2 separate regions of the Macaca mulatta genome follow, and region 1 is linked to region 2. Evidence: chromatin contacts called from public Hi-C data. All regions are on one chromosome and are shown on one strand. The core of a region is the stretch at or near the end of the contact, and the rest is flanking DNA. Distances in the headings are between cores, read along the strand shown.

Region 1 (4,801 bases), core at 1,631-4,130, 630 kb after region 2:
ATTATAATATTGTTTATATATCGGGTTAAATAAAATATTACACTTATTTCACCTGGTTTTAGTGTGGCTACTAGGAAATTTTAAATTAATTACGTATATGGCTCACATTGGATTTCTACTGAACAGACTCTACAAACTCTGCTCTTTCCTGGAGCCAAGTACAGGACCTAATCCCTGCAATTTCCATTCTGTATTTGCTGAATGAATAAGTGGATGGATGAATTATGGGTGGGTGGGTGGATCAGTGGATGGATGGGTGGGTGGATGGATGGATGGATGAATAGATGGGTGGGTTGGCTGGGTGGATAGATAGGTGACTGGGTGAATGAATAAGTAGATGGATAGGTGACTGGGTGGGTGGATGGATGGATAGATGGATGGATGGATGGATGGATGGATGGATGGATGGATGGATGACTGGGTGAGTGAATGGGTGGATGGGTGGATGGATGGGTGGGTGGATGGATGGATGGATTGGATTTGTGGGTGGGTAGGTGGATGGGTGGGTGGATAGATGAGTGGATGGATGGATGGATGGATGGATGGATGGATGGATGACTGGGTGAGTGAATGGGTGGATGGGTGGATGGATGGGTGGGTGGAGGGATGGATGGATTGGATTTGTGGGTGGGTAGGTGGATGGGTGGGTGGATAGATGAGTGGATGGATGGATGAGTGGATGGATAGGTGGATGGATGGATCGATGGGTGGATGGATGGATGGATTGGTAAGTGGATGGATGGATGGATGGATGGATGGATAGATGGATGGATGAATGGATTGGTGAGTGGGTAGGTGGATGGGTGGGTGGATGGATAGGTGGATGGGTGAATAGGTGGGTAGATGGATGGATGGATGAATTGGTAAGTGGGTAGATGGATGGATGGATGAATGGATTGGTGGGTGTGTAGGTGGATGGGTAGGTGGATGGATGGGTGGATGGGTGAATAGATGGGTGGGTAGATGGGTGGGTGTATGCTCAGGGCTAAACACCATAAGCCTTGCCTTGGAGCCTCTGATTCACCATGGTACACCTGTGCACTTGTGAAATGCAGACAACCTGTGAAATTTACAAAACCACAGTTCCCACCTCTTGGAACTATACCCATTCATGTGATTAGCCCCAGTGGATGCCTGCCTTGGGGTCTCAGGGGACCTGGTCAAGAAGATGGGAAGCCCTAGCCAGCAAGGAGTGAAGAGGTTTGCAAACACACTCTTGACCAAGCCTAAAGACTCAATCCAGACTGTGCTCAGGCTGGATTGGGCCTGAGGGAAGGGAAGACTGGGAAGACTGGGAGCTGGCCTTCTTCTCAGGGAGGAGTCCATAAGGCAGATGAAGGGATGGAGGGAGAGAGGGAAGGGAAGGAGGGGGCAGAGACACAGGCCAGGCAAGCTGACCCTCCTGAGCAGGAGGGAACGTTCGTGAAAGGTGAAAGAGGCATTTGAGAGGGGATTGAGAAGAAGCACTGGAATTGCTGGATGTCTGGACGATACATCCAGCAATTCTGGCACATGTCTGCCTGGGCAACATGGAGAACCCTCAGCCCCGATGGTCCCACCTCATCACCAGCCTCTCTCCCCATGTGTCTCTGTGTTGTTCTTTGCATACCTCAGTTGTCTCCTGCCTCTAAGCCTTTGCATATGCTGTTCCCCCACCCTGGGATGCCTTTCCCTGTATTGTTGTATAGTTGTGCTATAGACTGAACATCTGTGTCTCAACAAAAGTCATGCATTGAAATCTTAACCTCCAAGTTGATGGTGTTGGGAGGTGAGACCTCTGGGAGGCTCTGCCCTCATGAGTAGGATGAGCGCCCTTATAAAAGAGGTCTCTGAGAACTGCCTTGCCCACTTCTGCCATGTGAGGACGCAGAGAGAAGCACCCATCTCTAAACTAGCAATGGGCCCTTGCCAGACACTAAATCTGCAGGTGCCTTGATCTTGGACTTCCAGCCTCCAGGACCATGAGCAATAAGCTGTTGTCTGTGAGCCACCCAGCCCAAGTGGACTAGGACAGGTCAGCTTCCCATGGAGGCCCCAGTTGCCATGCTGTCGAAATTGGCACCCCCACCACCACCTCCCACACTCACTGCCTGCCCCATGCCTTGATTCCTCACATGCTTAACTGGGACCAAGGGCTCCAGCCCCAGATGCAGGCATCCACCAGCCTCAAGGCCAGGCACCACGAGCAGGCTCCAGGCATGCCGCTTTTTCCTCTCTGTCTTCCTTTGACCTCAGAAGGCACCTTCCTGAGTCTTCCTGCAGGCCCTGGGGACAACTTAGTTGTGTGCCACTGAGGTTCAAGTCATTAGAATTCATAGTCGCTTTGTAGTTGACAAGGTCTGCTCCAGAAGGACCACCACAAATCTCCCCTGTGACTAATCAGGGCAGATGTCCCAGGCACCACACTTCCACGCTCCTGAACCCCAGTGTTCTGCATCTCCTCCCTCCCCTCAGCAGCAGGCAGGGGCAAGACACTCTCCCCAGTCCATGAGATGGGCAACAGGCAAGGAGGGGTGCAGGGGCTCTGCCTGGGGAATCACGGAAGCATCACAGAGTTCTCTGCCTTCACTCCTGGCTCTGAAAGCCCCTTCACTGTATTTTGCTCTTCATTTCCAGAGCAGGATGCGGGAAACACAAGCACTGGAGGAAAAGGAGGACCCTTCAGCTAAGATGAAATCAGGGATGTTCATACGTGGGTCTGTCCCTGCTTCCACAGTCCACCATGGTCCATTTTGGGGCAGCATCTTGGCCCCTAAGCATGGGGACGGAGAGCAAAACGACAGCTTCTGCAAATAAAAATAAGCAGCATGTTCCACAGCTGGGCAAATGGGAGAGGGAGGAGCTGGGAGGTGGTTGCCAGGGAAACGTCAGAGCTTAGCCAATCAGCAAGGGCCACCAGTTTGGTTGCCGGGTGCACTCTGCGGGGTGACGCTGCCCTCAGGTGGTGGATGGGGATGCTGACAGCCACGGCACCAGGGATCGCTATGTCCTGAGTCAATGGAGGCACATTAGGATGTTTTCCCTTCGCTCCGTGTATAGTAAAGATACCCGGGTAGGGTTGACCCTGCACACAGCTCACATGGCTTCTCTGGGGGAGCAAGCTGAGGATCTTCCGTTGTGATGAGGTTTCACAAGCATCCTGACCTCTGGCGAAGTTGCTTTTGCTACAGTTCCCATCAAGTGTTGCCCTGCATGCCAAGGAAACAGAGGCCCTTGCAGGGAAGACAAAGGGTCCATGAGATGCCTCCTTCCTTGAACATGACTAAATTCAACGCTGTCATCTGCAGAATTCAGTGGCAAAGGTAGGCTTTACTGAATTTCTTCAATAAGGTATTTTGGTTTTCGAAATCCTAAAACTTGGAATCATTAGAGGGTGCCACCCAGTGGAGACTCAGAAAATTGCAACCCAGCTTTATAAGCTGTTGTAACTCTCCAAACAAAACCAAGGTCTCTGCCTATGTGTGGGGTGTAGGGTGGGGCAGGGTGGGTGTTCAGGGACTGGTGGAGTTTCTAAAGCCCAAGAGGGGTTGACATGACCAACAGAAATAAACCACCAAATTCCAAGTTCAGGAGGACAGTGGAACAAAGTCTGCTGACCTTGGACCTTTAAGCTGTCTACCTTCCCACCCTCACTTTCCAACTGACCCAATGAAGCACGCAACTGCACAGCGACAGTCCCACAAAGCCTGTGTCTGCTGCACCCAGACAAAGCCTCAGAATCCTTCTCATCACAGTGCTGTGGGGAGCCCCTGCTACCAACTAGAATGGTCAAATGGCTGTATGGCCCCCTCAATCCATGTTCCATTTACTCCTAGTTCACTTGGGGTTTTTTGGCAAATTGTTCGCTTTTATCTAAAGTATATTGTTTGTAACTAAAGTAGCTTGTTTGTTGCACCCAAAGTTCACTAGGTTCATACTTACTGGAAAATTCCTGGGTCCTGCCCTTTTGACTTGTCCCCACCCAGGGCCCACTGCCACCTCATGTCCTCCAGTGACACTGATACCTTGGCCCTCTATGCCCTGGACAGTCTGCAGTTTGCTGACCCCAGGCCCCTGCAGTCCAGGTGACCCCACCTTCCACTCCCACTACCAGCCCTATGACATTCTGCCCCAGAGCCAGGTTAGACTCCCTGAGCACATGCACCTCTGGTTCTCCCAGGCCCTTCACAGCAGCTGGGTCCTCAGTTGACCCACATACTTGTCATGGCTTCTGTGCAAACCACCCACCTCCGTGGGTACCCAGAGAAAGGACCTTAGTAGAAAAGGCCAATGAGGCTGCAAAGCCTGGCACCTGGAAGGTCTCTCGCTCTCAGTCTAGCACAGCTGCCCCTCACTGAGTGTTGGAGTGATGCCAGATGGGAGCCACTGCAGGTCTTGGCTCAGGCAGCACCACAAGCAAGGTGCTAGTATTAGCCCCATTCCACAGGGGCAGAAACTGAGGCTCTGGGTGAGCAAGCGGGGAGCTGACATGTGTGACTCCGGAGCCCACACTCGTATCTCCCAGGGGCAGAGCAGAAGAGACCGAAAACTGGGTTCCAGGCCTGCACCACCAACAGGGTCCTTGGCTCCTGGCCACTTCCTGAGCTATAGAGGGTCTGCAGAGCCCATGTCCTCCCGCTCCCCTCCCCCACCTATCCAACCCCCAACAAATGAAAAATCTTCCCCAAACCCTGCCTGTCTGTTAGGAAAGCTCCCGACTTCAGTCCCCTGGCCCTGGGGCCACTAACCCAGGTCTTACTGACCAAGAATTTGGGAGATTTTTATGAAAGAGCAAGAGTCTGAACCAGAGGGGGTGAGATAC
Region 2 (4,915 bases), core at 683-3,182:
TCTCAGGTGCTGGTGCTGAGCCAGCCACTGTCCACCCCCTTCAGAGACTCAACATGATTTCACCTGCTGAGCCTTTTCTCCAAAATCCCACCACATTAGGGATAATTGGCCTCCAATGCAAGATTCCAAAAGCACAATTATCAGAAGCCAGCCCAGGGAAGGTAGAGCTGTACCGTGAGGGTGGGACGTGCCTCCTGGCTGAGTCGAGGGACACATTCCCCTGAGACAGCCTGTGGCTCAGCTTCAGAGAAAGGAACCTGCCAGGCCAGCAAAGAAAACAACGGCGTTTCCCTTCCTGGCGTTTCCCTTCCTGACCCGGGAGGCTGCTGGCTGGCGGAGCTGACCAGGGTCCTGAAGGTGGCTGACTGGGCCCTGACACCAAGATCTGAGGATACAGGGGTGTGCACAGGGGCTGGCTGGGGTTCGGATGTCCAGGACCCTTTGCGTGGATGGACAAATACTTTCCCCACTGAGATAAAGCTTCTAATTGAAGTTGAACCAAAAGTTTCTCCCCAGAACAGAGAATCTTTACAAAGACACAAAGAGGAGAACTTACGGAGAAAAAGCATCTTTTGGCCTGGGCATGGAGGCTTAAGGGTGCCATTAAGGCTTGGAGGGCCCTTGGGTGCGGCCTTGTCCAGGACCACCCAGAACCAGCCATCTCTTTGCCAAGGTGTCTTGATAAGACACAAGCACAGCTCTTTGTAGGGCAGCTCGCCACTCATCGGGACCTGGTTGCTCTTCTCTGCAGGTATCTGCTCCCCTGTGTGTGCGTGTGTGCGTGCGTGTGTGTGCACGTGAATGAATGCATCTGTCCAGTCACAGTGGACAACCACCACCCCTCCGCCAGGCCTTCCTGTGGCCAAGAAAACTTCTCTCCTAGAGGCCACACCGAACCTCTCTCCCGGGGGACCGGCCGATCGTCTGGGCAGCACCAGGAGAGGGACTCTGAGGGTAAACGGGACGACGTAACCCCGCTGCTGGATTGGGATTTGGACTGCACGTTCTGGGCAGAGCCAGGGAGCCAGTGAGGGCTTCCAGGCAAAACAAGGGAACCTCATTCAGCATCTTCTCTCCTGTGGTCTTCCTCTCGCTCTCTGGCCCTCCCATCTTCTCTCCTTTGTTTCCTCTTTTATTCTGAGGGAGAGGGAGGCAGGGAGGAAGGAAAGGAGGGTCAGGGGCAGCTGGGGCTTGGGGCCAAGGTGCTAGCTGCCCATCACTTCCTGGTCTTGCCACTCCAAAGGGCCAGAGTCTCCCAGTTCAGAGCATGGCACAGTGGTATCATTGAAAGGGCATTTTAATGTCACTCCCGAGTAGCCCGGCTCCGGAGGCTGGCAGGCTCTTCCCAGCACCATGGTGCCAAAGCAGCCCTCCCAGTTCGGCGCTCACAGACAGCCCTTCTCCTCCCCCAAGACTTGTCAGCTCCAAGATGCATCTTTAAAATGGAGAATACCAAGCAGAGATCTTTCTCTATTGATACATTGTTCAGGGGACAACGAGCCCTTTTGAAATGCCCAGGATCCCCACACCGGCACACCACAGGGCTCTTCACTCACCTCCTGCCGGGCATGTGGCCACAGTCCCCCAAGCCCTACACAGTAAGCCAACAATGCACCCAGCTGGCCGGTACGCTGGCTGCCCTTCCCGGTCTCAGCGGCACAATCCCCACCGCCTCTTTCCGGAGCCCCCAAGGGCAGCGTTATGCCCAAAGGGAGGATGTGCCACTCAGGGGTGTGTGTTGGGGGTAGGACTAAGGTCCTGCCACCTCCAAAAATGCCTGGGGACTTGGCTATCCGGCTCTCACTCTTCCCCCTCCAGATGACAATAGCAGCCAAACACCCCCTCGTGCTGCCCTTTGAACTTCTCAGCAGGGAGCAGGGGGCAGCGAAGTCCTAGGAAAAAGGGGGCAGCTGTCAGCCCTGCTGGGCCGGGACTGGAGGAGCACCGTGTCTCGGGTCAGCCTGCACCCCTCCCTCCCACCCAGGTCTGGCCCAGCACCCTGGCCCCTCCCCAACCCCGGCGCTTCGGGCGCCCAGGCCCGGGGCGCGGGGCGGCGTGGAGCCGGAACCGTTCCCGGACTTTGTGGGGCTCCCGGGGGGGCCGGGCCGGTCGCCTGGCAGGGAGGAAAATGGCGTTGGATGCACGTACTTGAGTGAGTTCAGTGCCCATCAGGATGAGGAAGAGGAGGCTGAGGAGCTTCCGGGCCGGGTGCATGTCTGGCTGCCACCTCCAACGACCTGGCATGCAGGGCCCTGGGTGCTGGCCGGCCGGCGGCTGCGTGGACGCGGACGCGCTCCGGCTCTGGCCCCGGCTCCGCGGGCTCCGGCGGCGGCGCCTGGCTCGTGTCCCCGCGCCTGGATTCAGCACCCGGAGCGGGCGGCGCGCGGGCTCTGCTGCGCTAAGCCTCCGCTCTGCATATTTATCGCGTCCCGGTTCCGGCGCGTCTGCCTCCGGGCAGGGCTGGGCAGGGCTGGGCTGGGCGGGAGCTGCGCCCTCCTCTCTCCTCGCCTCCTAATGGCTCCCCCGCGCGCCTGGCATTGGCGGAGAGAGGCGCGCCCTGCGGAGCACGAACGCGCGCTGGGCTGAGGCGGGTGCCAAAAGTTTGCTCGGAAGGGGCGGGGGCGGGGGTGGCGCAGAGGGACCCGCGCGCCTAGCTCTCTCCCGGGGAGGAGGGAGGGCGGCGGCCGGCGGGGAAGCAGGCTGGGACAGGATGTGACATCAAAAAGGCGGGGGAAATTGAACTGGGATAGAGAACTCCATCCTGGCCGGCCTGAGCCCTCGCAGGCTCCAGGTCCCGGAATGGGGACAGAGGGGTTGCCCGCGCTGGGGACCTGGGCCCCTGGACAGGGAGTGGGCCGAAGATTGGGAAGGGGGAGTGACAACTGGGGGTGGGAGGGATGGGATGTTAAGTCTTGATGTCTACGGAGTGACAGGAGATAAAAGCTGAATGGGTCCTTAGAAGTCACCCTTCAATGAGGTGAGCTGAAGCTGGTTCAGGAAGGATGTTTCCAGGAGGACAGTTCAGGGAGGAAGCCAGACTTAGAACCCTGGTCACCTGGCAGGCAGCCCTGATGCCGTGGGGAGGTCAGCAAAGGGGTGGAAGCGGGAACAAGCATTGGGTGCTGGGCTCCTGTCCCCAGCCAGGGCATGTGGAGGAGGGTCTGTCTGTGTGCTCCTGGGGGTGGATACACACATGCCTGTAAGGGGCCCTTTCCTTGTGTGTTAGGTTGTGACACAGCTCTGCCCACCCCAGGTGCCTTTTCTGAACTAGGAACCTAAGAGAGGAGCTCCCCCACCAGGGCCGGGTACCGAGGGCACCAGGACAGGCAGAGTCAAGGGGGTTCTGGAAGCCCCCGTCCCTGGTGGGAGAGCTCCTGTCTTAGGTTCCTGGTTCCGAAAAGGCACCTGGGGCGGGCGGAGCTGTGTCACGACCTAACACACAACAATAGGGCTCCTTATAGGCACGTGCCAGGTCCACAGGGCCCCTTACAGGTAGGTGCGTATCCTCCCCCAGGACTCCCTTGGCTCTGCCTGTCCTGGTGCCCTCCTCCCCTTTCCTCCCTTTCGATGTCCCCTCTCCCTCCACCCTCCTTTAATGTGTACTCAGACGCTTTGACTAAAGGAACTGTCTTGCGGCCACGTTTTCCATTTACATTCCCCATTTTGTGAGAGGAGTCCCAAGCACCTGTATTTTCTGAGAAGCTAAGGTTGTGGCAGGTATCTAGAAGCCTGTCTCTGTTCTCTGTTGTTTAGTCTTTAATCTATGGAAAATAAGTTCCCTAAAGAGAATCTCTGACAAGAAGAGACCCCAGATCCAATAATTGCAGAGAGCAGCACTGCCCTGGATGATGTGGCCTGGCCCCCTGTGTCACAGATGAGGCTACTGGAGTTCGGGGGAGTAACGTACCGGGGTCACCCAGTGATATCCCGAACAAGGGCGATGCCACCTCCTGCCCCTGTCACCGAGCTGCCGACACCTAGGAGGCGTCCCCTGGACATTGGGTGCGGGAGCTGGGCACATGTGCTGAAGAAGAGAAGATGAGAAGGGGCCCTCCCACTTGGCCCTTGCACTCTGAGGGCCTTTGCTGCAGGGACTCTGTCCTCTGAGCCCTGGGGACAGAGCTCTCTCCAGGGAAGCCAGGGTGGGCCGGCTGGTTGGTCTGGGTGGGCTTCCCAGCCTCGGAGGAGTTTAAGCAGTGGCATTCCCGGTGATATGCCACAGCCCCTTAGGCAGGGTGGCCCCCAAGACTCTGCGAGGAGGTGGTGCTGGGAAAAAAGCAGGGGTGCAGCTGTTGAGGCTTCTTTTCTCTCTGCCCCCCTCGCGTTACTACTCTCAGTGTCTTTGTTGTTCTAGAATGGAGGGAAGTTGTTTGTAAGCCCCTTGGGGATCATTGAGAGAAGCAGCCAGGGACCAGAGAAGACCCTGCATTTAGAGCTGAAGGACTCTCTGGGTAGTGGCTGTCTGAACCTCAGTCCGCACATCTGTCCAGTGGGAATGAACGGTGAGCATACTGGGGGTCTCAGGGGCTACTGAGGAGATCCAGTGCGGGAATAAGCACACTTTATGTGCATGAGAACTCTGTGCATGGGGCACGCACAGCACACCGAACCTCAACCCAAGTTTCTCCTTCAGCCTTCACACTGATGCTCCGGGTAGCCGCTAATAAGTGTCTGGGCTCGGGGAGACACGTGACGTAGCCATAGAGCTGGAATGTGACCCCCGTCTTTGGGGTTTTGTTCCTGTGGGTTGGGGAGGAAGGCTGCATTGATTTCCTTGGTTGGACCGAGACCTCAGATCCAGTTTTAGCAAGGATTGTTTTTATTTTTAAAGTTACACAACATGTGACCCAGCAATTCCACTTCTGAGTACACACCCAAAGGAAGAGAAAGCAGGGACTGGAGCGGATATGTGCAC

What was found. Hi-C and Micro-C count contacts between places; a contact is called where the count stands out from the background.
Region 1: a Hi-C map of fetal cortex germinal zone shows a contact between it and region 2, with 3 times the contacts expected there. The contact joins the enhancer-like site here to the promoter of OLFM1 in region 2. A contact is called at or near these places in 2 of 14 Hi-C or Micro-C datasets (fetal cortex germinal zone and fetal cortical plate).

Annotation. Positions count from the first base shown.
Region 1 is chr15:8,046,636-8,051,436 of T2T-MMU8v2.0, forward strand. No RefSeq gene overlaps it. Among named protein-coding and RNA genes, the nearest start is that of RXRA, 130 kb to the right of the region's middle. Within about 2 kb of position 2,881, at least 21 of the 40 cell types and tissues checked have an H3K27ac peak or open chromatin away from gene starts, as enhancers often do. A contact at or near this core is called in fetal cortex germinal zone and fetal cortical plate, where this site is marked.
Region 2 is chr15:7,421,231-7,426,145 of T2T-MMU8v2.0, forward strand. OLFM1 (olfactomedin 1) reads right to left here and starts at 1,933. Exons shown (of 6, transcript XM_077967126.1): 1 at 1,557-1,933. It also overlaps the pseudogene LOC106993575.